7 separate regions of the Mus musculus genome follow, and regions 1, 2, 3, 4, 5 and 7 are each linked to region 6. A link is a contact called in public ChIA-PET, HiChIP or PLAC-seq and promoter capture Hi-C data. All regions are on one chromosome and are shown on one strand. Each heading gives the region's core, a stretch centred on a gene start, on an enhancer-like site or on the middle of the called end of the contact. The rest is flanking DNA. Distances are from core to core; before and after follow the strand shown. Region 1 holds the start of Nhej1 (non-homologous end joining factor 1). Region 2 holds the start of Wnt6 (wingless-type MMTV integration site family, member 6). Region 3 overlaps Wnt10a (wingless-type MMTV integration site family, member 10A). Region 4 holds the start of Cnppd1 (cyclin Pas1/PHO80 domain containing 1). Region 5 holds the start of Atg9a (autophagy related 9A). Region 6 holds the start of Arpc2 (actin related protein 2/3 complex, subunit 2). Region 7 holds the start of Zfand2b (zinc finger, AN1 type domain 2B).

Region 1 (3,131 bases), core at 49-2,548, 890 kb before region 6:
TTGAGATGCAGTTTACGTCTGAAAGGGAAGACTCATTGCCTGGGACAGTATCAGTTACCTTCCTGCCTGGCCCCAACCCTTTGTAGGCTGGAGCCCCCTGGATATGTTTCTTCGTTCTTTGCTGGCAGAACCCATTTTCTTAGCTGGTCTACTGGGCTTTCTCCTAGAAAACACTATATCTGGTAAGTTGAGACCAGGTCCCAGGGGAGTGGCTAGGTAGTCACTACTCCCTAGGTTGGGCAGGGCAGTGACCTTTACTTATTTTTCACTTAAAAAAAAAACCTTAATTTTCATTTTAAATTATGCATATGTGTGTATGTGTGTCTTTGGATATTTGCATTCATAAAATGTAGAGATCAGTGATGGTAGATCCTCCCAGACCTGGAGATTCGGGCAGTTGTGAGCCATCCGGCATGGGTGCTGGGACTTGGAACTTGGGTCCTCTGTAAGAGCAGTACCAGCTCCTAAGAGCTATCTCTCCATCCTGATCACCCCTCTTTTACAGGTACACGGGCTGAGAGAGGCTTAGGTCAGAGGCTGCCAACTTCTTTCACTGCCCAAGAAATTCAAATGCTTCAGCAATCCAGGAGGAAAGCTGCTCAAGAGTATGGGCTTCCTTTACCCATCAGAAACCTGTGTTCCTGCATCCCACAGCCTCTCCACTGCCTCTGTCCAATGCCTGAAGACTCTGGGGATGAAGGAGGATCCTCTAAAACAGGAGAGAGAGCCGACTTGTTGCCTAACTCTGGGGAATCGTACTCCACAGCTAGCAGAGAAGGGGTTAGGTCCCAGTAATCATCAAGACCACCATTTTTGTCTTAGTTTAGCAGTAACTGCCACCTTGCTGGAGTCTGTATACTTTGTCCCAGTGGAGGTGGATGTGGCCCACTTGCAAAATGGGCTGCCTTTCCTCCTCTTAAGACTTGAGCAGAGGCCATGGTTTAGCGGGTTGGAACTGAATAAATGAGATTTCTGCCTGTAAACTGTCAAGGCTTCTTGAATGAACTCTAGCATTCAAATATTTACTCTTTGCCATGAGCAAGGTCCTACATCCACGGATATGAATACGACAGGGTCCCTGCCCTCTCCCTGCATTTAAGATTTAAATAAGTAACTAAAATGTAAAGCAGATAAAAAAAAGATGAAGAGGCAAGAGAGAAGTAGTATTTCGTTTCAACTTAGGGCAACAGGAAAGGAATTAGGAAAGCAGCAGAGTTGCGAGTGGCGTTAACAAGTGAGGTTCGGGCCCCGCCCACCAGGGCCCTGGCTCCGCCCACACCCAAGACCCCGCCTTCCTGAGTGTGTTGTGTGTGGGGGGGTGGCCTCTCAGTTTGCGCACCAGGACAGGCCCGCCTTGAGGAGGGTGGGAGTTCCCGCAGCCGTTGACGGTAGGTGGGGTTGGTTTCGTGTCGGCGCCGAGATCTGGGTCTGTCCGGACGCCGAAAAGCAAAGATAAACTCGTGCAGTGGCCCCTGACCCGGGCGCTTTTTCCCAGAAGGGACCGCGCGCAGCCCGACTTTGGACCTCCCGGAGTGGGCGGACCTGCGCACGCGCAGTCCGTTTTCGGCCTCTGCCTTTTAGTGTGTCGTGTGAAGCCCCTCCTTAGCAGGCTTCGTGTTTGGCCCGCTGGGATGAATTAGTTTTGTTCCCCTTTGGGGCCCTGAGCCGTAACTGTGTGCAGCGGATGCTGTAAAAATGAGAGGCGGGCGACAAAGTTCTAGCGGGGGTTGGGGGGGCAGATGGACGCCTAGGGCGCTCGAGGGCGGGGCGTGTGACCTTTGGCGGCAGGGCCTAAGGTTTGCCCTCTTTGGTGGCACAGGGCGTGGGCTCGACAGATGGTCTGTAGGACCTTACTGCCCCCTGCAGGGTATTTTAGGAACTATCCCTGGGAGAGGAACCCGAGTGGTAGAATGTCGTGCAACTTCACAGTCTCTCCTTTAAAAGACAAATTAAACCCGCGAGGTTGGTTAACGTGATCATGGAAGACCAATTTGCGGAGTGTGGGGCGGGGAGTCAAACCCCAGAGGACTTAGATTCCTTCTCCCTCCATGCTGTGAACAGTCTCAGGCCCCAGTCCGTTCTACCACTTTGTTTTGTTTTGAAAGTCTCTTGCTATGTTGTCCAGGTTGGCTTCCAAATCAAGATCCTCCTGCCTCAGCCTCCTGTGTGCTAGGATTACAGGCATGCCCCATCATGCCTGACTCACTGAGTTATACTTACCTCAAGACCAGGCTGAGTGGTAGGAGCAGCCAGACTGGATGTTTAGACATTTTTATAGGGCCAGCTGTCCCTGGCCACATTAAAACAGCTTCCTCCCATTCAGACAAAACCATCGACTTGTGGGTTTTGACCTTCGGAACCAGTTAGGCCAATAAGCTCAATTTTGGTGAGTTTCAGAGTGCATGCCAGGATGTGCCTATAAGGGAAATTAGAGGGTTTGGCAACTTCATTTGTATGTCTAATCTTTCCCAGTGTAAACTCTTGCCCAGTGAAGACTCTTTAATCATTCTGAGACCAGTTTATCCTGTTGGAACAGCCCAGGATACAAATAACCATCTCCACACACAGCGTTTCAAGGTGGCTGCAAATAACCACCATATATGTAGTCCTGTGTCACTTGAAATGGCCAGATGTTTTTTGACAACTGTGTTGTTAGGCAATTTTAGCCCATATAGATATCACACAATGCATGTACTTGAACCAAGATGGCAGTAATATCACTAGGCTCTATGCTCTCTCGGGGTCCCTGTCATGTATGTAGTCTTTCTGAGATATACATTTGTATTCCACGTGTTAATTGTAGTGCAAACTAGTGAGTGACATGAGACAAGTGGTTTGAAAGCTAGGAAGATGACGGCTTAGACCAAGCTGAAATGACTGTTACTCAGATTTAAACAGAAATTCTATTATTTTCTTTGTAGTCTAAGCATTTACCTCTTGGCACTTCCTTTCCTTTTGTTATTTATGGATGGAAATAATGAAATTATATGACTTTTTGTATCCACAGGAAAAGTAAATTCTGTCAAGATTTAGTTGCTATATATTCAACTAGGCTGAGGATACAGCTTTCATCTGGTTGTTGGGAAATGAATTTAGGACCTTTGCTCCCTCCGATCAGCCCTGCTGGCTCA
Region 2 (2,986 bases), core at 262-2,761, 540 kb before region 6:
CCAGCAGCTTCCTGTGTGGGCATAGTACTCAATCTCTGTTGAAGAGAGGGATGGGCCTGCCCCACCCCTGGGTCCAAAGCCGCGAAGGCGGGTGAGAGGGCTGAGAGGGTAGAAATTCAGCCAATGGCGGGGCTATATGCAAATGTAGAAGTCCTTGCTTTCTTAGGGTTGGCTAATCTATCAGCACTCTTGCCCAAATCCCTCCTCCTCCTCTCTGAACACTGAACTATTCCGGGCGGGTGTTTGTGGCTCTAAAAAACTAAGAGGAAAAAAGTCTTGAAGATTTGGATCTGAGTTGTCCTGGCGCCCCCCACCCCCGCTGCCCCTCCTCTGTCCTTCCCCTCAAGGCTCAAAGCTTTGGAAACCCTCGAAGTCTAGGTGTCTGCTCTGGCTAAATCCCAGAGTTCGGATCTGAGAATTTACCCCATCTCTCGGCTGGCCAGGCTCCTACTGGCTTCATCAGATCGCTCTCAAGAGTTCCTACACCTCCTCCGCTACACATTAAAAAAAAAAAAAAAATTCCTTACTTCCCAGTTCTGGAAGAGAGGGCCTCCGGGATCTCCCCTCTGTCTTTCTTACTCGCTATGGGAAAAGCAGAGAAGTCAGAGTCCTGACTCAGTTTCCCCATTTGCATTCCCTATTCCTGTACTACTGCCAATGCTGAAGGGGCCAGCAATGGTGAGGTGGTAGGCAATGAGGCGCGGGCAAGAGGCAGCCGTTTGACTCTCTCTGTCTTAGAGCTTTCCACCTTGTTCCTGTCTGTTCCCCAAATCTAGCTCGAGGGCCCTTCTCGCCCGTCCCCACCCCTCCTCACCCCGTTCTCACCCAATCTCTCACTATGGATTTCATGATGTCCAACAGCTCTTCCCTACCTATCTGCCAACTCCTTGATGATGCGAATTGGACACATTTCTTTGGGGGAAGGAAGACTATACGGGAAGAAAACACAATAGAGTATCCAGGGGTACAGAACGTCAAAGTGGCACTTCAGAAGTGCTCGGGCAGAGACCCGAAAGGAACTGTCTGCGAGGGTCCCGGTGCAACCTCCCGATAGCTGGGATCCTGGAGCGGGTAGAGCCTGAAGGCAGCAGGATCGCTGTGCCAAGTCCCAAGACTGGCTCTGGGTCCCCACCCTCTGGTGTTTGGAGCTGCGCGGGAGACAGTCCCACTCAGCACTCACCACCACAGTCCATCGACGTGCGCGGGGCACAAGAGCAGCAGCAGCAGTCCGAGGCGGGAGGGCACCGGCGGCAGCATCCTGAGAGCTCTACCGCAGTCTGGCCGGGGAGGCGGCTGGGGGTGGGGAGTGAAGCTGCGGGGTGAGCCGGGGCGCGCGGGCACCGGGCTTCAGGGCAAACGCGGCGACCGAGGCGGCGGCCCGGAGACTAGGGCTCCGGCGGCGGTGGCGGCGGGGGGGCCCATCCCGGGCGAGGAGGGCGCGGCGGAGGCGGAGAGCGGACCCAGCAGCCAGCGCCTGTGTCTCCTGCGGAGCTCGCTGGAGAGAAGAAATCAGAGCCGGGGGCGGGGGTGGGAGGGGAGCGGGGCCGAAGCGTGGGCGGGGGAGGGGGACAGGGGGGCCACGGGGGTGGCAGTTGCGACAGTCAGGCGGCGGGACTCTTGGGAGGGAGCCGTGCGCCCCGGGGCGGCGGGCGCAGAGCGCAGCGGAGGGCGGGTGCTGGGGCGGGGCCGCGCGCTCACGGGTGCGGGTCCCGCCCGCCTGCCCCTCTCCTAGCCTCTGCGGGGTTGTCCCCTGCCATCCCTGGACCTGGGGCATGGAGGGGCGGGATGAATAGTCGAGAAGGGTAAGGGGGGGAGGGAGGAAGAACTGGGGAAGGGGGACTGGCTGGGAGACGTTTGACAGGTTTGTTGACTGTAAAGAGAGAAAACTTCCCAGGAATGAGGGAGTTTGGGGGGAGGGAACAGTACGTAGGGATATACAGATGGGGGCCAGGGAGGAAGTCGGCCGGGGGCGCAGGATGCTCGGTAGAAGGCTGTCCAACTGGATCGCCAGCCCAACGAACTTAGGAGGCGTTACCAACTCCCGCGTCTTTTGCCCCTTCTTCAGCCTCTGTCCCAGCAAGGGAACGAGCCCGAGGCCTGGGTTCTAGCTCCCTAGCCTTGCAGCCGCAGCCAGCCGATGTTGGGGGCGGACAGTGTGGGGGAGATAAGACAGCAAGTGGAACCTCTCCAGGGCCTGCGCTCCAGTATTCGCTACTCATAAACGTGGCGGAGGGCCGAGGTTGCTGACTTCCAAGAGAAGAGGGGTCAGCGCTGGCTGTGGTCAGGTCTCACTTGTCCGCGGGTTCCTGGAGCCTCAAGTTCCTCCCCCAACTTGGCCAGGGCAGAAGGGGTGGGAGAGCCAGCTGCAGGTGAGATGGCGTTTATCTGATTCTCTAATGCCACAAAAATGTCTTTGATGCCCCTGACCCCCTCCCCACGGGGGGAGATCAAAGGCCTCGTGGGGAGGAGGGACAGCTCCATTCATCAAGCCAAGCGGCTGGCAGCGGGCGGCAGCCTCTGCTGCTCTGGCCTGGGGCAGAGGCCCCCCGACGTGCCCCAGGAGTGCAGAGGGACAGGTGGTGCGGACATTCCGAAGCAGGAGCCAATTTCCCCGCCACCGCTATCTAGAGGGCCCATCAACCTTAAACAGGGGACCTTAAGCCCACGTGGCAGAAATTTCACACCAGAGGGGAAAGTTCCTTGTCGTTTGGGGTGGGGAGGAATTTAGAAGTGGAAACGGAGAACAGTGCCAAGATAGACAAACACCGCTGGTGAGCAAAGAGGAGGGCCGGTCCAGAGAGTCGTCCAGAGAGTGGGGCAAATGGGCAAAGATGAGACTGGGGGACCAGAAAGAAGGCAGGAGAAGGCCACAGATGCCTACATCAGGAGGGGGAGCAGATCTGAGGAAAGAAGATGAATAGCAGGGAGAAGGGATGGAAAAACCGGAGCCTAGACACAAACAAATAAGGCCTTGGGTTTTCTGGGA
Region 3 (2,841 bases), core at 326-2,825, 570 kb before region 6:
TCTTGCCCGGGATTGCTTCCCTCAGAGTGCCTCCTGTCTCTGCCATCGGTTGCTGCTGGGCACAGCCACTCGTCCTGGCTTGTGGCAAAGGGCTCAGGTACAAAGTGGGCGGTTAGAATTCTGGCACTGAGGACTCTGGATCTCTGGGTCCTTCTAGACATCCCTACTGCTGTCATCCAAGCTCAGGCCTCAGCTAGGTATTAGCCGTGGTCCCCATAACCATAACGTTCTTTCTGACTATCATCCTTTTGGCCAGACCCCCACTCGTGTGGGAACCAGAGCACAACTGGTGTCTGCTTAAGAGTCTCTGCAGATTCCTCTTTAATAAAACCCAGTTCTTATGGCTACCCCATCCTCTGGTCGCTCTGATCAGCCCTTGAGTTTTATACTCCAAACACAGAAGCTGCTCTGCTGATCCTTCAGCAAGTGTAGGTCTCTCTCCCCTCAGAGTTATGGGTCTGGAAAGCCCTTCCCCACCTCCCTATGGCTCTCTCTCACCCTGCAGGTCACAGCTTGTCTATCACAATTCAGAAGTCTTCCTGGCTGACAGTTTTAGCGGGAAGGGGGAAGGGCTCTATTTCCCACAAATCAAAGTATACAAGGGGTCCTGATTAATTTTCCCCATAACCCATAACATTGCCTGGAATAACCTTGTTTGTGTGTTTACTGGTTTATTGTCCATGTCCCTTAATCAGCCTGTAGACTCCGGAGCTTCTTTTTCCCCAGAGAGTGTCTCAAAGAGAGCGCAAAAATAAATATCTGTTAAGTGAAAGACAGGAGCAGAGGTCTGGAGCCCTTAGAGTCACTTCAGCCCGATGACGGCCATTTCTGCCTTTTAGTTTTCTTCCCCGGTGCCCATCAGCTTCAGTGCATTGCCTATCACTCCTGGGGAAGGGAAGAAGAGATGACAGGAGGTAGGCATGCCAGGCTGGGCTGCTTTGGTGACCTGTCCTAGGGTGTGGAACAGTCTCCACTATCACCCCCAGCTGTCTGAGCTAGGAACAGAAAGAGGGGAACCTACAGAGGTGAGCGGAGGAATGTCAATCAGATCTGGACTGTCTGGTGATTGTAGACCCTCGGGGCTGTAAGAGCCAACCACCTCTCTCAGGAGCCAAGGCTGCTGCTTGCTGCCTGGCTCAGATCCGCTAGCGGCAGAAGCCAGGCACCAAGAGGACAACCATTCTTGAGACCCAGAGGAGCTTGGGTCTGCTCACTTGCAGACGCTGACCCACTCGGTGATGCGGCATTCTTCGCAGACCACGAAGCAGCACCAGTGGAACCGGCAGTGGCAGCGCTCGCTGCGCGTCTGGCGCAGAATGTTGTGGCCGCGGCCACAGCACATGCTGCCGCAGCCATCGGGACCCGTGCTGCTCTTATTGCACAGGCGGCCCACAGTGCCTGCCGAGTCCAGGCGCGGCTCGCGCTCACAGAAGTCGGGAGATTTCTCAAAGTAGACCAGGTCGGAGTGGCTGGCCCTGCGGCGCAGCCCTGGAGTGCCCGGTGCTGGCGAGGGTGCTCCCGCGGGGCCGGGCTCCAGCTGGCCACCGTTGCGGTTGTGCGGCCGGATGAGCGTGGCGCGGTGGAAGCGGTTGCGCAGCAGCGCCCCTACTGTGCGGAACTCAGGCGTCACCTGCCAGCAGGTCTTGAGCTGGCAGCTGCCTGAGGTGCCGTGGCATTTGCACTTACGCCGCATGTTCTCCATCACCGCCTGCAGAGGGAGGCACGGAGAGAGATGAGGAAGGCATCCGGTGTTCCAGCCCTCCTCCGGCCACAGTGGCTGGAAATCGGCTCCCATTGTACAGAAGCAAACACCGAGGTCTGAAGCTGGGGCTCAGAACTTCTTCTGCAGCCCTCCCTTTTACCACTTCCTATCCGGCTAGGCCCCCGGGGGAATTCCCTCCTTCCAGCTCCTTTCTCCCTTGCAAGCCTTTCTAGCAACTAACTGCGTGGGGGCCCTTGGGCCTGGGGGCTCTTGCTTCCTGAGCCCTGAAGATCCCAAATCTTCGGGGAAACTCCCTCTCCTTTCCCTGGAGCGGGGAGGTGCCTTCTCCCCTACATCCCAACCCCAAAGACTTTGGCCTCCCTCCAGGCAGTGAGTGAGAAAGCCCACCACCACCATCCCCAGTTGTACCCAATGGGTCTTTGCAGGGAGTTGAAAAGGGGAAAGGACAGAAAGTCCTGTCCTATTATACCAACTGGAGCTTACTCTGTTCATACTGAGTGACAACAGGTGCCAAGGATTCCCCAAATGCAGACCAGAACCTAGACAGCCAAATTGTCACCCCTATGGGAGCAGATGAGTCCAAGGTCTCTAAGGGAAGCCTGCTTGCCACTCACCCAGTATTCAACTTGTTCTCCTCCCATAGAACCCCTTAGTGTTACCCTCACCAGGCACCCCCTCCCCAACTGGAATTTGTCCACTTTCTCCAACCACCCCCATCTACCCACCCCCATTTCAAAAGAAATGGAAAAACAAGGTTCTTAAGGAAGGCAAGGCTCTGGGGCCTCCAAACCTGGTTAAGAAGGTCATAAGTGAGAAAACTCACTGTGTTGGGTTTTAGGGGGCTGTACAGCCTGTATGTGTGGCCTGTGGTGTCAACACCACGTGGGAACCCCCCTACTCCATCACCCCACTCCAACTCCCCCCCCCACACACCAACAGCCCCAGAACATCTGCTTCCCACAGGCTGCAGCCATTAATTAACCAGTTTAACAAGGACAAGGAGGAGGCACTTTTGGTCTGGGCTGGGGTTGGTATCAGGAGCTTGGGAAAGGAGTCCTATGCACAGGACCTGACTGGGTGGGAGCTGGATAGGACCGGAGGCTAAACCCATGCTTCAA
Region 4 (2,827 bases), core at 40-2,539, 910 kb before region 6:
GCAGACCACATTTGGGCATCTTCTTTAAAAGGTGGCCTATACTCACCTGTCAGAGTGTGGTTCTTCAGGGGGTGGTGCTATGGAGAAAAGGGTGTGGGGTAAGTTAAGAATACAAGAAGCACTTAGAGACAGATCCAAAGTCAGAAAGAGCTGCCTCTCTTTAACATTCTTGGTCTCAATTTTTCAGTAATCCCTCTGTCTCTCGCTTCCAGGCCTGAACCACTATGTGAAGTCCAGAGCATTCCCTTTACCCACCAACTACAAGGTGTACGATATGCTGTTTCTGAACCCAGCTTTAAATGCTATATAGTTTTGACTACTAAACTCACAAGAACATTAATTTTGGAAAAGAAACAATTCTCATTTCAGGCAATTTTCTTAAAAAAAAAAAAAAAAAAAAAAAAAACGATGGAAGGGCATACAGGATGCCTTAGGAGATAAATGGCCTTCCTGTGCCTCCCCTCAAGTAGCAGGGTGATGCACGGAGCAGGTGCATACAGTGCATGTGGAATGAAGAAACTCACCTGAAACGTCAGGGAGAAAGCGAGGATGCCAGAGATCCAGTAGAAAATAGGTCAAAAGTGAGATGCTGAGCAGGAAGAAGGGCCGGAGGGACGACGAAGACAACAACCTTAGGGAGACAGGCATCTCAGTTGAGGCTCCCAAATCCATCGAAAATCACAGAAAGACCCATGGATGGGGAGATGGCCCTCTAAGCCTCACCCAGTCACTAAGAGACTAAAAAATGGGGCCACCTGGTGCAGGATCACCGCCCCAGACGCTGACAGCCCTCCAAGGGAGGGAGCACCCGGTCCTCCCGCCCCCGCTCTCCCGCGCAGCCCGGCCCCGCCCCCTCCTCCGTGGCCGTTACCAGAAGAGGCCGTTGAGTGTGGCCGCCGTGACCAGGCTGTGCAGCGGCTTCTCCCAAACCAGCAGTCGCTGTGCGGCCGCCAGCACCGCCTCCCAGCCGCGGAGCCGCAGCCACAGGGACGTAGCTAAACGTCCCACTGCCTCGGCTGCGGCCGCCTCCTCCTCCGCGTCGCCAGTGGCCTCACCCATGCCGAGGCTCAGCCCCAGGCCCAGGCCCAGCCCCGAGGTGCCACCCGCGCCGGTGTTACCGCCACCGCTGCTCGCCATCACCGCGCCGCAGCCGCTGCCCGAGCCCGCGAGGAGCCAGGGCTGCGCGGCCGCCGCCGGGGGCGCGTCAGACGGAAGGGGGCGCACGCACGGGCGAGCAAAAAAACCTGCGGTCAAGCGTCACGTGATGAAGCGCGATGCCACGTGACGTGCCCTAACAGCCCGGATGGGACGCCCGCGCGTGCGCGTTGGCCGCTGTCGTGATCCTGCACCCACGAAGGTGTGCTTCCAGGGTGCTGGAGGGGTGATCCGGGGCGGGCGTTGAGGCTGCGAGGCCTGAGGTCTTCTCCCGGTGTTTACAGGGCGGCTGGAGACCTCTTTGTCGCGTGAGGCACTGCCCAGAGGCAGTGAGTGGGCTTTCAGGCCCCCAGGATCTTGACTACAATCTGCTTGGGATCGGGAAGGGCGGTGCCATCCCCATTACTCAACCCTCTTCGCCTCCAGTCCCCTCCCCTCAGCGGATAAACAAACACCAGCGCGTGACTTTAATGACTTCAAAGCAGCTTCACCAACTTCGAAAAGTTGTTTCTTCCTTCTTGGAGCGTCGGCCCTCTCTCTTCCCAAAATCTCTCAGCCGCAAATTGTGTGGAAGGAGTGTTTGGAAATAAAACATCCAGGCGCTGTTTGCTTTGGGGAGACCTGTTTAACATCGTACATTGAGGCTTTATATCTTTTGAGATCATTTAATTGCTGGAGTAACCATACAGAATACAGTATGTATTCGAGTGTTACAGTTTCAAACTTCTAAGGGGCATAAAGATTCAACAGATTCCCTCCCACCTTGTTCACAGTTCTCCCACCTACGGTAAGTTTCTTGTTCATCTTTCCTGGGCATTGCTGATTGAGTGCGTCTTCCCTAAAACCCAGGAAACAACTCGCCGCGTTGCCTTTGTGTTAGGCTCGTTACTATCTGTACCACGACTACAAAGCCTGGTCAGCGCGTTCACCCTTGGTGTGTCGCGGTCCCCTGGGAACCGTATTACAATTGCCCCCGGTGCTCATAGCTCCGGAGACCCGGAGCTCTCAGGTTGGGCAAGGCAGGAGGCACTTCCTGCCGGGCGCGCAGACTCGTCGGTGACACTCACTCCCGCAGCTTATAAACGCCTAGCGAACGCGGCACGGGCTGAGAACACTGCTGGCCCTCGTACCTCCTGGTTCGCCTGGTGAGCGCCGCGCCTGTCGTCGGGCGCCGGGAGGCCCAGTCGCACGCGGAACAGGAAGAGGCGTCCCACGGCCGCCTGCGAGAAGGGAGGAGGCTGCGCGCAGTCGGGCGGTGGCCCTTTCGGGAGAGGTGGGCCAACGGGTGAGCACGGCTCTGGGGTCACTTACGATTCCTTCCCTTTCCCTCCACCTTCGCAGGGTGGCGGCTGACAGTGCGATGGACCTGACTGGGCTCCTGCTGGACGAAGAAGGCGCCTTCTCCCTCACCGGTTTCCAAGACTTCATGGTGAGAGGTCCGCCTGTTCTCTGCCTCTGGGAGTCAGAACTCCCAGGCGTTCTCCTCCAGACCCGAGCGGAATGGGAGCTCTCTTACTTGTTATGCCCTGGAGTGGGCTATTGTTGAGAGCAATGCCACTTGGGCCTGAAGGCAAAGCCTCAGGTTATAAGAGGGGAACTGCTAGTGATTAGACTGGGGTCCCATCTGGTTTCTAGTTGTCTAGTCTTCTATTGGGAGCCCTCAGTGATGTCA
Region 5 (2,870 bases), core at 83-2,582, 960 kb before region 6:
CAAAACCTAGGAAAGGTGTACATCACAGTGTCTGAAAGGTCCCTTTAGCCCCCTTCCTAGTAAGCCCTAAAATACTTCTGCCGCACTGGGGATGGAATCCAGACCTGTACACTGTACAGTCTAGGTTTTTCTTAAAGTCCCACGTCTCCTTCTTGCCTCAGATTCCTAAGTGCTAGGGTTACAGGTGGGTATTAACAACTCCCAGATTAAATTTATTTTTAACCATATAAAACCAGTTCCTAAATGGATGTTCACATCTTATAACTCCCAGTTGCAGTGGACAACCTAAAAAAGTGCAAGAAAACACAGCCGAAGACAAACTAGTGTAGAAAATCAGTAAATTATTCTATATTTAGCAAAAGGGAATATATCTGACTGGAGTCTACTTCGATTTGAAATAGACCTAGGAAAGGTGTTTTAAAAGCAGTGGTATTAATGTAACGAGATATAAACAATAGCTAGAAACCTTTATGGTGACAATTTATGGGCCAGCCCTGTATAAACAACCCAAGGCTGAAATATATTGAGGAAAGAAAAAGCCGACCAACATAAAGTCAGTGTGGATTCCTAAATTGGGAAATCACGATGTAAGTCTTCCGTGTTAATAGACTTCACGGAACCCTGTGACGTTCCTCATAGGTCCACCCCAAAGCAACCCGGATACCTGGACAGGAAGTACGCGGCGCCCAGGCCAGAGCCTCCCCAGGAGCTTGGCTCACCAGGCTCAGGCCCCGAATGAGTGGAGCTTCCCCGTTGAGGGACAACAGGGAAACGGAGGCAGGGGCTGAGGCTGCACTTGGAGCTGGCGACGTGGCTGAAGAAGAAACGGAGGGCAGAAACAACTCTCCAGAACGAGATCCTACTGCCGCATCGCCAGCCGGTTTGGCCATCCCCACGCAGAAATGCCCTTCAGCCTTTACCCGCTCCCACAAATCAGTTCTGCGGTAAATACGTGAGGATCTTCAGGAGTGAAATGGAGAGCACCAAGACCCAATTCGAGTCCAGGAGTTACCAGTCAGAGTCTACCCAACGGAACTACTAGCACCGACACCAAGCCTCGTCACTCGACCCTCCCTCAGAAGCCTCCCCTAATGTCCCGAGAGCCGAGCCACACGCAAGACCACGTTCGAAAACTGGATTTCTGCAACACCACAACAATTCGGCGGCTACGGAGAGGCGAAGGGGACACACTGCCGCGCCCGTAGCCCAGCCCCTCATCACGTAGAGCACACTATTGGTCTTCTGCTCTCCAAGACCCGCCTTCAGCCTTCCGTCCTGCCCCCTGGGCTAAGAATTGGCCACCATGTCTCCACCCACTTTTTTCATTGGCCAGACTGGCTGCGGGTGACAGTGAATGACAGACGGAGGGCCTAGAGCTCCGGGTCTGGCAGAGCCCAGCAGAACAGACCCGGCTTCTGGAATCCCCTGGATCCCGGTTCCTGCGGTGACACGCGAGGCTGGTAACTGGAATCTCCAGACCCAGGCCCAAGCTGGCCAGGGATGCCCACTGAGCCCCAAGTGAGCTTGTAATGCGTAACGGGGGCAGGGGAGCGGCGGGCGGGCCGGGGGCGCGCAGCTAGAATGTTTTGATAGAGGGCGCGCGCGGCCAGGGGAGCGCGCGTGCGCCGGGGCCGCGCGCCGGGTTGTCCGCTGTTGGGAGCCTAGCCCCCGGCCTGGGGCCGGGCGACCCTGGGGCGCCCTGTGCTCAGGTCTAGGTGGCTGGGATTGGGGAGGCATCCCAGCCCACCAGGGATTTCAGCTGTAGATCTGGCTCGACCCCTCCACCATCCACAGACACCCCTGGGCACAGGCCCTTCCTGGGGAGATCCATGGGCCCTGGGTCTACACTGACCAGGTGAGTGTGTTTCCAGAGGCACACACCTCTTATTATTAACCAAGGGACTCCCTCTGGGACCAGGTCGGACCAAGATCCACCATCCCCAGAGTCTTTACTGATTGGGAGTATACCATACCACCTTGACCCCACCTGGCACTAGGCACCCAGGGAACCCACTTATTCAAGCGGGATCCGGAGTCTACATGGACTGGAAAATTCTGATCCAAAAGCCATGCCTGCCTACGTCTCTGATGCTAGGGAAGCAGAAGGGATTGTCCAGAAAAATCTTGAGAAGACTCCCATTCGGGGTTTTCTGGACCCCGAAAAGCATGTCTGATTTCTAAAGTTGAGGTAGACCAGAGGTAAAACAGTCCCAAAGGGCTGTTTGGATTCGGACCTGTACTGACTCACTCTGCACTGGGTCAGAGAGTTTAGTTACTCCCTGGTATCCTCAAAGTAGATGAATGGTTCTACATAGAACAACAGGGGACATCTGACACAACTGGCAAAGTGTCTCTTCCCCATCTCTCTGCCCTCCTTAGTGGGGGCTTGGACCGGTGGGAGGGTTGGATTTTTTTCTGTCCCAACTCTCCATTCTTTGAAGCCTGACACCTTTTCCTCCAGCAGCTGTCCAACCAGGGCACCCAGGACTGACGTGTAGCAGAAACTGTCCATGGAGCTGGTAGGACCATGTGCTTATCTTAAACCTTTGTTTACAAAAACATGCTTTCAAACTGTTAGTCTCTAGAGAGACCAGGGTTTCCAGGAGGGGCAGGGGAGGAAACTTTCTCTTCATTGGACAGAAAATGAAACAACTCACCCCATACCAGAGGGGCAGATTCTGGCATAGTAGCTAAGCCAGCAAAAGGTTCTGGGATTCAGGACCAGGGTGAAGGCCCCCTTAAGTCCCAAGCTTAGCTGTGCTTCTTGGGCTATATTATCCCTGTACTGCTTCTGAGTCAAGGATGCTAGTGGGAAAAAACAAATCCCTTTCTCATTCCCTCTGGCCTGGTGGGCAGGACAGCAAGGAGAC
Region 6 (3,219 bases), core at 114-2,613:
ATGTGAAGCCCCACCTTTACCAATGAGGAAATGAGGCAAAGGAATGGCCACAGGCCACCATAAATTAGAACCTAAAACCCAATTCCTCTGCTCAGGTTTTAAATATATTAGAGAGGCAACGCGGCTTTAAGGGAGGAGTTTGCTTTTTTGTGTATGACAGAGAGGGCTGGAAATACGTCCCATATATTAAGATGCTGATGTTATAAATGGTTATCTTAAGAACTTTATAGATTCTGGGAGCAGAAGCAGCTATTAACCCAGTCGGCATTACTACAGAAGAAATCAAAGACCGGGGTCTTTGATAAGAATTTAAGACACACAACCAATAAGTAAATAGAGCAAGCTTGTCTCGAGAGCTAAAGAGAGTGTGGATGGAGAACCGTTGGCTTTGCCTAAAGGATATATAACAAAATGGCTAGTTTCACAGTAGGTTAGAGATTTTTTTTACCCCCCTAGCAGCCTGGGTCTGCTTTCAGTCTTGCCTCCTGCTTTTCCTGGGGTCTCGAGAGATGGGGGTGGGGAAGCAGAATGCTGGTGGCGATCTGGGCCTACACGTTCTTCCCACCTCGCCCTGGGAATTCCTGAAAACTCCATTCAATCCAGCTTCCCCAAAAGGGTCTCTCTGGGTTCGGTACAATGACGGAAAAGACAGAGGGAAGTGCACCCCTCTCTTCCCCCCTGAGGACCGTAGGCTCTCGGGCGTGACTTCTGGCCTCGGCTGCCCTCACGTCCTACAGGTCTCCTGTTCTCTGGCACGCCTTGCCCCTGTCCTCTCGCTGCTTCCGCATCCCTATCTCAGCCTCTCCCCACGCATCTCAGGCCCTCGGCTCACCGCGCCCCGTGGCTTCCCACGTCCATCCTGCCAGGGAAACCCTGAAGCCGCGCCAGGTTCCCGATTTGTCCCCCTCTAGGGCTGGGGAGCTGGACGCCACCCGGGATTTAGCTGGGGTCAACTCGGCCTCCTCCCGGCGTGCGCTTACCCGGCGGCCGCGTTCTCGAACTTGAGCGCGAGCGTCTCCTCGATGATGCGGTTGTTCACCTCCAGCAGGATCATGGCGGCGGCTGCCCCGGGCAGGGGAAGGAGAAACAAGGGCGGTGAGGGTGGGCAATCGAGGGTAGGACGGAGGGAGCGGCCCCGCTGCCCCTGACGAGGGGGGCTGGGTGCGGTAGGTGAGGGGAGAAGGGGACGGGGAGCGGGGTGGGGAGAGGCGGACACACGCGCTGGCCCGGCACGCGCTGCCTGTAGCAGGCAGCCACCACCCGACCGACCTGGCCCCCGAAGCTTCAACCCGCCTGCCGAGCCGCCGCCGCCTCCGCCGCCGCCTTACTTGACGATCCCGGTCCCCGCCCAGCCCCCGGCTCCAGCCGGCCACTTCCGCTCTCACACCCACTTCCGCTCGCCGCCCGCACGCGCGGCCCCGCGGCGCCATTTCCGCTTCGACCTCGCGCGTGCACTCGCCCGCAAGCGCGTCCCGGTGAGGAGGCAGGCAGAGGGCATGCGTGCGCATGCGCCACACGCCGCCCCGCTCCTCCTGACCAGGAGAGTCCTACGCTCACCTGTCATTCCCCGTTGTCCGTACAATCCACCTGCCCCTTTCGCGAATATTCCAGAAGCCTGATTCCACCCTTCCGATATTATTTCAGAAGCCCCCTTAAGAAGCTTGTTTGGGGTGGGGGGGATCCCTTGCTTCCAACTTGTGGGTGCTTTTTGCTCATTCCGTGCTTAGGGCTACCCTGCAGCACCGTTGTGCCTATTCTTCGCCAGCGACTGTTTAGTGGCCATCTCTCCTTCCCAGGGATACAGTGATTAATGCAATAGATGAGGACTTGACCTTCTAAAGCTTATGGTCTGCTAAAAGAAACGCAATAAAAGCCCGGCGTGGTGGCGCACGCCTTTAATCCCAGCACTCAGGAGGCAGAGGCAAGCCTGGTCTACAAAGTGAGTTCCAGGACAGCCAGGGCTATACAGAGAAACCCTGTCTCGAAAAACCAAAACCAAAAAAAAAAAAAAAACAAAAACAAAAAACCAACAACAACAAAAACGCAATAAATTCCACGTTGTTATTGGGCAATAAAGGAAAGGAATCCAGATGGGCCTTAGGGATTCCTGTCATACCTTTATTTCTTTGCTTAAGTGCCGCCACCGCCACCTGTCCTTTCAGCTTGGGTACCATGTTTCCACTTTTTTCTCTTCCAGGAACAATTTTAATTAAGCCTCTTCTCCATGCAATAAAAAAAAAAATTTTGTTTGATATTGATCAGAGGACACCTTTTGGTAGTCAGTTCCCTTCTCTCTCCAACACATGGATCCTGAGAATTGAACTCAGGTCATCGGGCTTAACAACAGGCACAACTTGCTGAGCCACGCCCTGGCCCTGTTTGTCCAGATTTTTGAAAGAGGGACTTGCTCTGTAGCTCTGGCTAGCCTTGAACATGTATTGGTGTCTCCAAGTTCTGGGATTCTCAGTTCACACCAATATGCCTTTCTTACTTCATTTCAGTTGTCTCTAAAAAAATCTTTTTTGCTGCTTGTGGTGAGGCATACTTTTAATCCTAGCACTCGGGAGGTGGAGACAGGCAGATTTCTGTGTGTTCCAGGCCAGTCTGTTCTACACAGCAAGTTCCAAGCAAGCCAGAACTGCATGGTGAGACCTTGTCTCTTGTCTCAAAGCAAATGAACAAATATGGAATTCTAAGATTTATTATTATAGGGAGAGTACATGTGCATCGTGGTTGTTGAGTGGAGGCTGGAGGACAGCTTTTGGACATTGGTTATCTTCTTCCACTGTGGAATCCTGGGATGAAAGTCAGGTCATCAGCCTTGCCTAGCAAGTACTTTACCTGCTGAGCCATCTCTCAAACCCCAAAGCACAAATGTGTATGCTAAGCAATAGAGTCCCACTAGCTTTGCTAAAGATGACACCTACGACGTGTCTAATCTTTGCCTGAGTTATTATTTTTTTTTCAAGAAGTTGACAACAGCATCGTCTTTCTCACACTGAGGCCATAGGCCCCTCAGGTTTAGGCAGGTTTCTGACAGCTGACCTGTCACCTACAGAGGGACAAGACTCCACCCTTAGAAGGTATTTGTGCTGCCCTTTTCTGAGCATGCACAATCTGAAGAGAAGTAAAGTTTGCTTTGGAAAGCACAGCCTACCGGTTCTTACTTGCTTTTTCTTGCTTGAGTCACCTTAGCCCAATCCTTAGACTACTTCCTTC
Region 7 (2,988 bases), core at 130-2,629, 930 kb before region 6:
TTTCAGTCCACAGCACTGCAAGCAAAATGGAGCAAAAAGCATAAAGACTGCCTTGGTCAAGGAAGACATGGCTGAAGCAAAGCAAGTTGGCTATTTGGTGGTAATTACCCTGCCCTGCTGGTCTGATGACCTTCCCCAGAGCATTCATGGTCCAGGGGATGACGGTGCTTGATGCAGAAGTTTCGGCCACAGCGATCACAAGTCAGTTTCATCATCTCCCGCTGCCGGCAGCCAGAACGTTCACACTTATTGGTGAAGATCTGAGATGAAACAGGGTTTGTTATTTAGGAAACTCATCTTCTCCTCTGGCCCCCATGGAGCTAGCCTTTTGGGTTTGCAGATGTCCGTATACTACGCTGGGTTGTCTCACTAACCCCTCCATTATTTATTTACCTTGCGTTTTTGCTGTGCTGGGTCAGAACGACAGTCTCTGTCAATGTGCTCTCCCACAGCACGGTCAGGAGGCTCTCCTCTGGCCACCGGCACAGGCACATTACAGAGAGGGCACACAGGTACCTGGATATCCTATAGTCAAGGGTCAGGAGTCAGTATGAGAGCCAAGCAATCTCTTAAAGAACCCGGATATACCACTCACAAATACACAAAAAACAAAGTTACCCAGTGCTGGGCTTAGAAACACAATAACTAAGAGGGGAAAACATAAAATAGACAGATCCTGAAAGCATCTGCACCCGCTCTCCTCTCCATACACCAACCCCTGCCACCCTCACGATCGCCCCCTCACCTTTTGGTAAGCTGATCCACAGTGATGCTGGGCGTAGGCCACATGGTCTGCGCAGAAGATGCCCGAGCAGGCATCGCACTTGAGTGGCAAAAAATCTACAGAGAATGGGTCAGATTGCGGGTTCAAAGGAAACTTAGATGTCCTTTCCTCTTGCGCAAAGCTGCTACTCAGGTAGGAAAAACTCTGCCCTATTTGCAACACACTGTACCTCTTTCACAGTACACGATCAATTTGGCCACGCCCCTAGTCTCCGCCCACAACTTCGAGCCCCGCCCTCCTGGCCTTTCCAGCTCCAGTGCTCACCCTCCTGGCCCTACCTGCAGTCCCCAGCCCCAGCCGTCCGGCCCCGCCTCCCGCGTGCTCCGCCCCTCACCCAAGCGCTGACAGCTCGGCTCGGAACAGTGAGCCCCGAGGTCCGGAAACTCCATCGCCTGGCCGTGCGGGGCCTGCTGCGGGGAAGAAACGAGAGCTGAGCGTGCCAAGGACTCCCGCTCCGGGCCCCGTCCGCAACACAGCAACTCCGGGGGGCTCCCCGCCCCGCCCCTTCCTCTCCCCCGCCCAGCACAGGTTACCGAAGCCTGAGCGTCCGCCGGCCCGCAGCCCCTACTCCTCCTCCCGAGGGCTCGCGCGCTCTGACGTCATCACGTTGGGCGGGTCCATCCCGGGCAACAGTAGATTGCAGGCGGAGAGTCCCAGAAGAGTTGAGCCACGCCCGGGAGCGGGTGTAAAGCTTAGAAGAGTTTTTTCAGAACCAACCAGTGAAGGCAAAGATGGACGTGTCGGTGGACAAGGGTGGTTTGGAAGCAGTTCGGCCTTTAGCCTGCTCACTTCGTCACTACCTTACTTTTCTCTAGCCATTTCTCCAGACCGAGGCTACCTCTTTTCTGTGAGGAGTTACAGTGTTTCTCAGTGGTGCAGATTCCTCTCCAGGTTTTAGTGTTGATGTTCACCCTCTAAGACATCCCTAGCCCTTGTCGGTATGATCTGAGCACACCTGCTCTGTCTTCTCCTCCCCTCCATCCCAGTTTACACGTCACCTCATTGAAATCAGCTGTTCACCAACCTGGCACAGTGTCTCAAGCCTTTACTCCCAACACTCAGAAAGCAGATGCAGGTGAATCTTTGTGAGTTCGACATCAGCATGGTCTACATATCGAATTCTAGGACAGCCAAGACTACATAGAGACACCCAGGCTCGGGGGTGAGGGAGGGAGGGAGAGAGAGAGAGAGAGAGGCATCGGCCACACAAAGGGGACTACCTGGTGAAAAGAGACATCCATAGTGAAAGGAGAGAAGACGAAAAACCCAAGAGAACTGCACACCCTTCCCTTCAATGATAAAATTAAAATATATCAAAGAGTCAAGGATCAGCTCTACCTGTTTCATACTGGGCCCTGCCTGGCACATAATACCTAAAGTACAACAGTCTCAGGTGAAACTCACTACATAGCTATTTTAAACAGATGCCTGGGTCCTAGGACTTCTGACTCAGAGGGGAGCTCCAGAAGGAATGGTAACACATTTCTAGTATGTCTCAACTTGAAAAACACTAGCCTAGCACATTCTCAGGGGTTCTGGAATGTTTTTTGAAGAGTGGCAGTCATTAAACTGGTGTACACCTTTAGGAACCACAGACTGAGACCTTCCTGGCTCAGCACATTTTGCTTCTCACACAGCTTCTCCTACTTGGAATTGGTAGTCACTCTACCTTCCCGTAGGTCTAGACGTGGAAACAAGTAATCAGGTGAAGTAAACAAACAAACAAACAAAAAACCAGTTTCTGCCTCTCAACTTTCCCCTCCTCTTCCTTTGATTTTCACTCTAAGACCGGTAGAAATTAAGACAGTCTTTCCTGGCTACCTCAGGCAGAAGCCCTGTTCTCAGCTCTAACTGTACCCAAACACCTTGACTTGGGTCATCTGCCGACTTACATGCCTGCCACACTCATGTGCTTGTTGGTTGTGTTATATCAGCAAACTCTGGGTTCGACTGAGAGGCCTAGTCTCAATGAATAAAGAGGAAGAGCAACCTCAACCTGCCAGATTGATTCCCAGCATCAGCCACAAGCCTCAGGGTACACACAAATGCATGTCCACACCTCCCCACACATGTGACCACACACATGCAAATACACACAAATACATGTCCACACCTCCCCACACATGTGACCACACACATGCAAATACACACAAATACATGTCCACACCTCCCCACACATGTGACCACACACATGCAAATACACA

The links. Promoter capture Hi-C pulls out the DNA fragments that hold promoters and counts their contacts. ChIA-PET counts read pairs in DNA pulled down with a chosen protein or histone mark. HiChIP or PLAC-seq counts read pairs in DNA pulled down with a chosen protein or histone mark.
Region 1: a contact with region 6 is called in an H3K27ac HiChIP or PLAC-seq map of thymic regulatory T cells, with 4 times the contacts expected there. The contact joins the promoter of Nhej1 here to the promoter of Arpc2 in region 6. A contact is called at or near these places in 2 of 39 promoter capture datasets (neutrophils and pre-B cells) and 1 of 115 datasets of contacts at active chromatin or transcription factors (thymic regulatory T cells).
Region 2: a contact with region 6 is called in a FOXA1 HiChIP or PLAC-seq map of pancreatic cancer cells. The contact joins the promoter of Wnt6 here to the promoter of Arpc2 in region 6. A contact is called at or near these places in 1 of 39 promoter capture datasets (pre-B cells) and 3 of 115 datasets of contacts at active chromatin or transcription factors (bone marrow-derived dendritic cells, pancreatic cancer cells and pro-B cells).
Region 3: a contact with region 6 is called in an RNA polymerase II ChIA-PET map of memory CD8 T cells, with 29 read pairs. The contact joins the enhancer-like site here to the promoter of Arpc2 in region 6. A contact is called at or near these places in 2 of 39 promoter capture datasets (the C10 cell line and pre-B cells), 2 of 484 Hi-C or Micro-C datasets (CD8 T cells and pre-B cells) and 4 of 115 datasets of contacts at active chromatin or transcription factors (memory CD8 T cells, microglia, pancreatic cancer cells and 1 more).
Region 4: a contact with region 6 is called in an RNA polymerase II ChIA-PET map of memory CD8 T cells, with 40 read pairs. The contact joins the promoter of Cnppd1 here to the promoter of Arpc2 in region 6. A contact is called at or near these places in 3 of 39 promoter capture datasets (liver, neutrophils and pre-B cells), 2 of 115 datasets of contacts at active chromatin or transcription factors (memory CD8 T cells and thymic regulatory T cells) and 3 of 9 other capture datasets (adipose tissue, liver and pancreatic islet).
Region 5: a promoter capture Hi-C map of pre-B cells shows a contact between it and region 6, with 4 times the contacts expected there. The contact joins the promoter of Atg9a here to the promoter of Arpc2 in region 6. A contact is called at or near these places in 3 of 39 promoter capture datasets (the C10 cell line, liver and pre-B cells), 2 of 484 Hi-C or Micro-C datasets (B cells and pre-B cells) and 5 of 115 datasets of contacts at active chromatin or transcription factors (effector CD8 T cells, large pre-B cells, memory CD8 T cells and 2 more).
Region 7: a promoter capture Hi-C map of pre-B cells shows a contact between it and region 6, with 2.8 times the contacts expected there. The contact joins the promoter of Zfand2b here to the promoter of Arpc2 in region 6. A contact is called at or near these places in 4 of 39 promoter capture datasets (the C10 cell line, neutrophils, pre-B cells and 1 more), 1 of 115 datasets of contacts at active chromatin or transcription factors (memory CD8 T cells) and 1 of 9 other capture datasets (liver).

What each region holds. Positions count from the first base shown.
Region 1 is chr1:75,123,393-75,126,523 of GRCm38.p6, reverse strand. It overlaps Nhej1 (non-homologous end joining factor 1), which reads left to right and starts at 1,298. Exons shown (of 9, transcript NM_029342.4): 1 at 1,298-1,388. Slc23a3 (solute carrier family 23 (nucleobase transporters), member 3) reads left to right here. Exons shown (of 12, transcript NM_194333.3): 11 at 87-182; 12 at 506-983. The coding sequence ends at 795.
Region 2 is chr1:74,770,417-74,773,402 of GRCm38.p6, reverse strand. It overlaps Wnt6 (wingless-type MMTV integration site family, member 6), which reads right to left and starts at 1,511. Exons shown (of 4, transcript NM_009526.3): 1 at 1,181-1,511. The coding sequence starts at 1,257.
Region 3 is chr1:74,801,990-74,804,830 of GRCm38.p6, reverse strand. It overlaps Wnt10a (wingless-type MMTV integration site family, member 10A), which reads right to left. Exons shown (of 4, transcript NM_009518.2): 4 at 655-1,708. The coding sequence ends at 1,211. Among named protein-coding and RNA genes, the nearest start is that of Gm32099, 8.3 kb to the right of the region's middle. Within about 2 kb of position 1,575, at least 171 of the 459 cell types and tissues checked have an H3K27ac peak or open chromatin away from gene starts, as enhancers often do. A contact at or near this core is called in CD8 T cells, memory CD8 T cells, pre-B cells and 1 more, where this site is marked.
Region 4 is chr1:75,141,173-75,143,999 of GRCm38.p6, reverse strand. Cnppd1 (cyclin Pas1/PHO80 domain containing 1) reads left to right here and starts at 1,289. Exons shown (of 10, transcript NM_026977.3): 1 at 1,289-1,357; 2 at 1,440-1,942; 3 at 2,497-2,584. The coding sequence starts at 2,516. It overlaps Retreg2 (reticulophagy regulator family member 2), which reads right to left and starts at 1,214. Exons shown (of 9, transcript NM_170755.2): 1 at 872-1,214; 2 at 525-631; 3 at 47-77. The coding sequence starts at 1,137.
Region 5 is chr1:75,190,472-75,193,341 of GRCm38.p6, reverse strand. It overlaps Atg9a (autophagy related 9A), which reads left to right and starts at 1,332. Exons shown (of 16, transcript NM_001288612.1): 1 at 1,332-1,518; 2 at 2,462-2,519. It overlaps Ankzf1 (ankyrin repeat and zinc finger domain containing 1), which reads right to left and starts at 1,182. Exons shown (of 13, transcript NM_026187.5): 1 at 665-1,182. The coding sequence starts at 890.
Region 6 is chr1:74,234,661-74,237,879 of GRCm38.p6, reverse strand. It overlaps Arpc2 (actin related protein 2/3 complex, subunit 2), which reads right to left and starts at 1,363. Exons shown (of 10, transcript NM_029711.2): 1 at 981-1,363. The coding sequence starts at 1,054.
Region 7 is chr1:75,167,037-75,170,024 of GRCm38.p6, reverse strand. It overlaps Zfand2b (zinc finger, AN1 type domain 2B), which reads right to left and starts at 1,379. Exons shown (of 10, transcript NM_001159905.1): 1 at 1,318-1,379; 2 at 1,119-1,194; 3 at 746-840; 4 at 394-525; 5 at 109-260. The coding sequence starts at 1,173.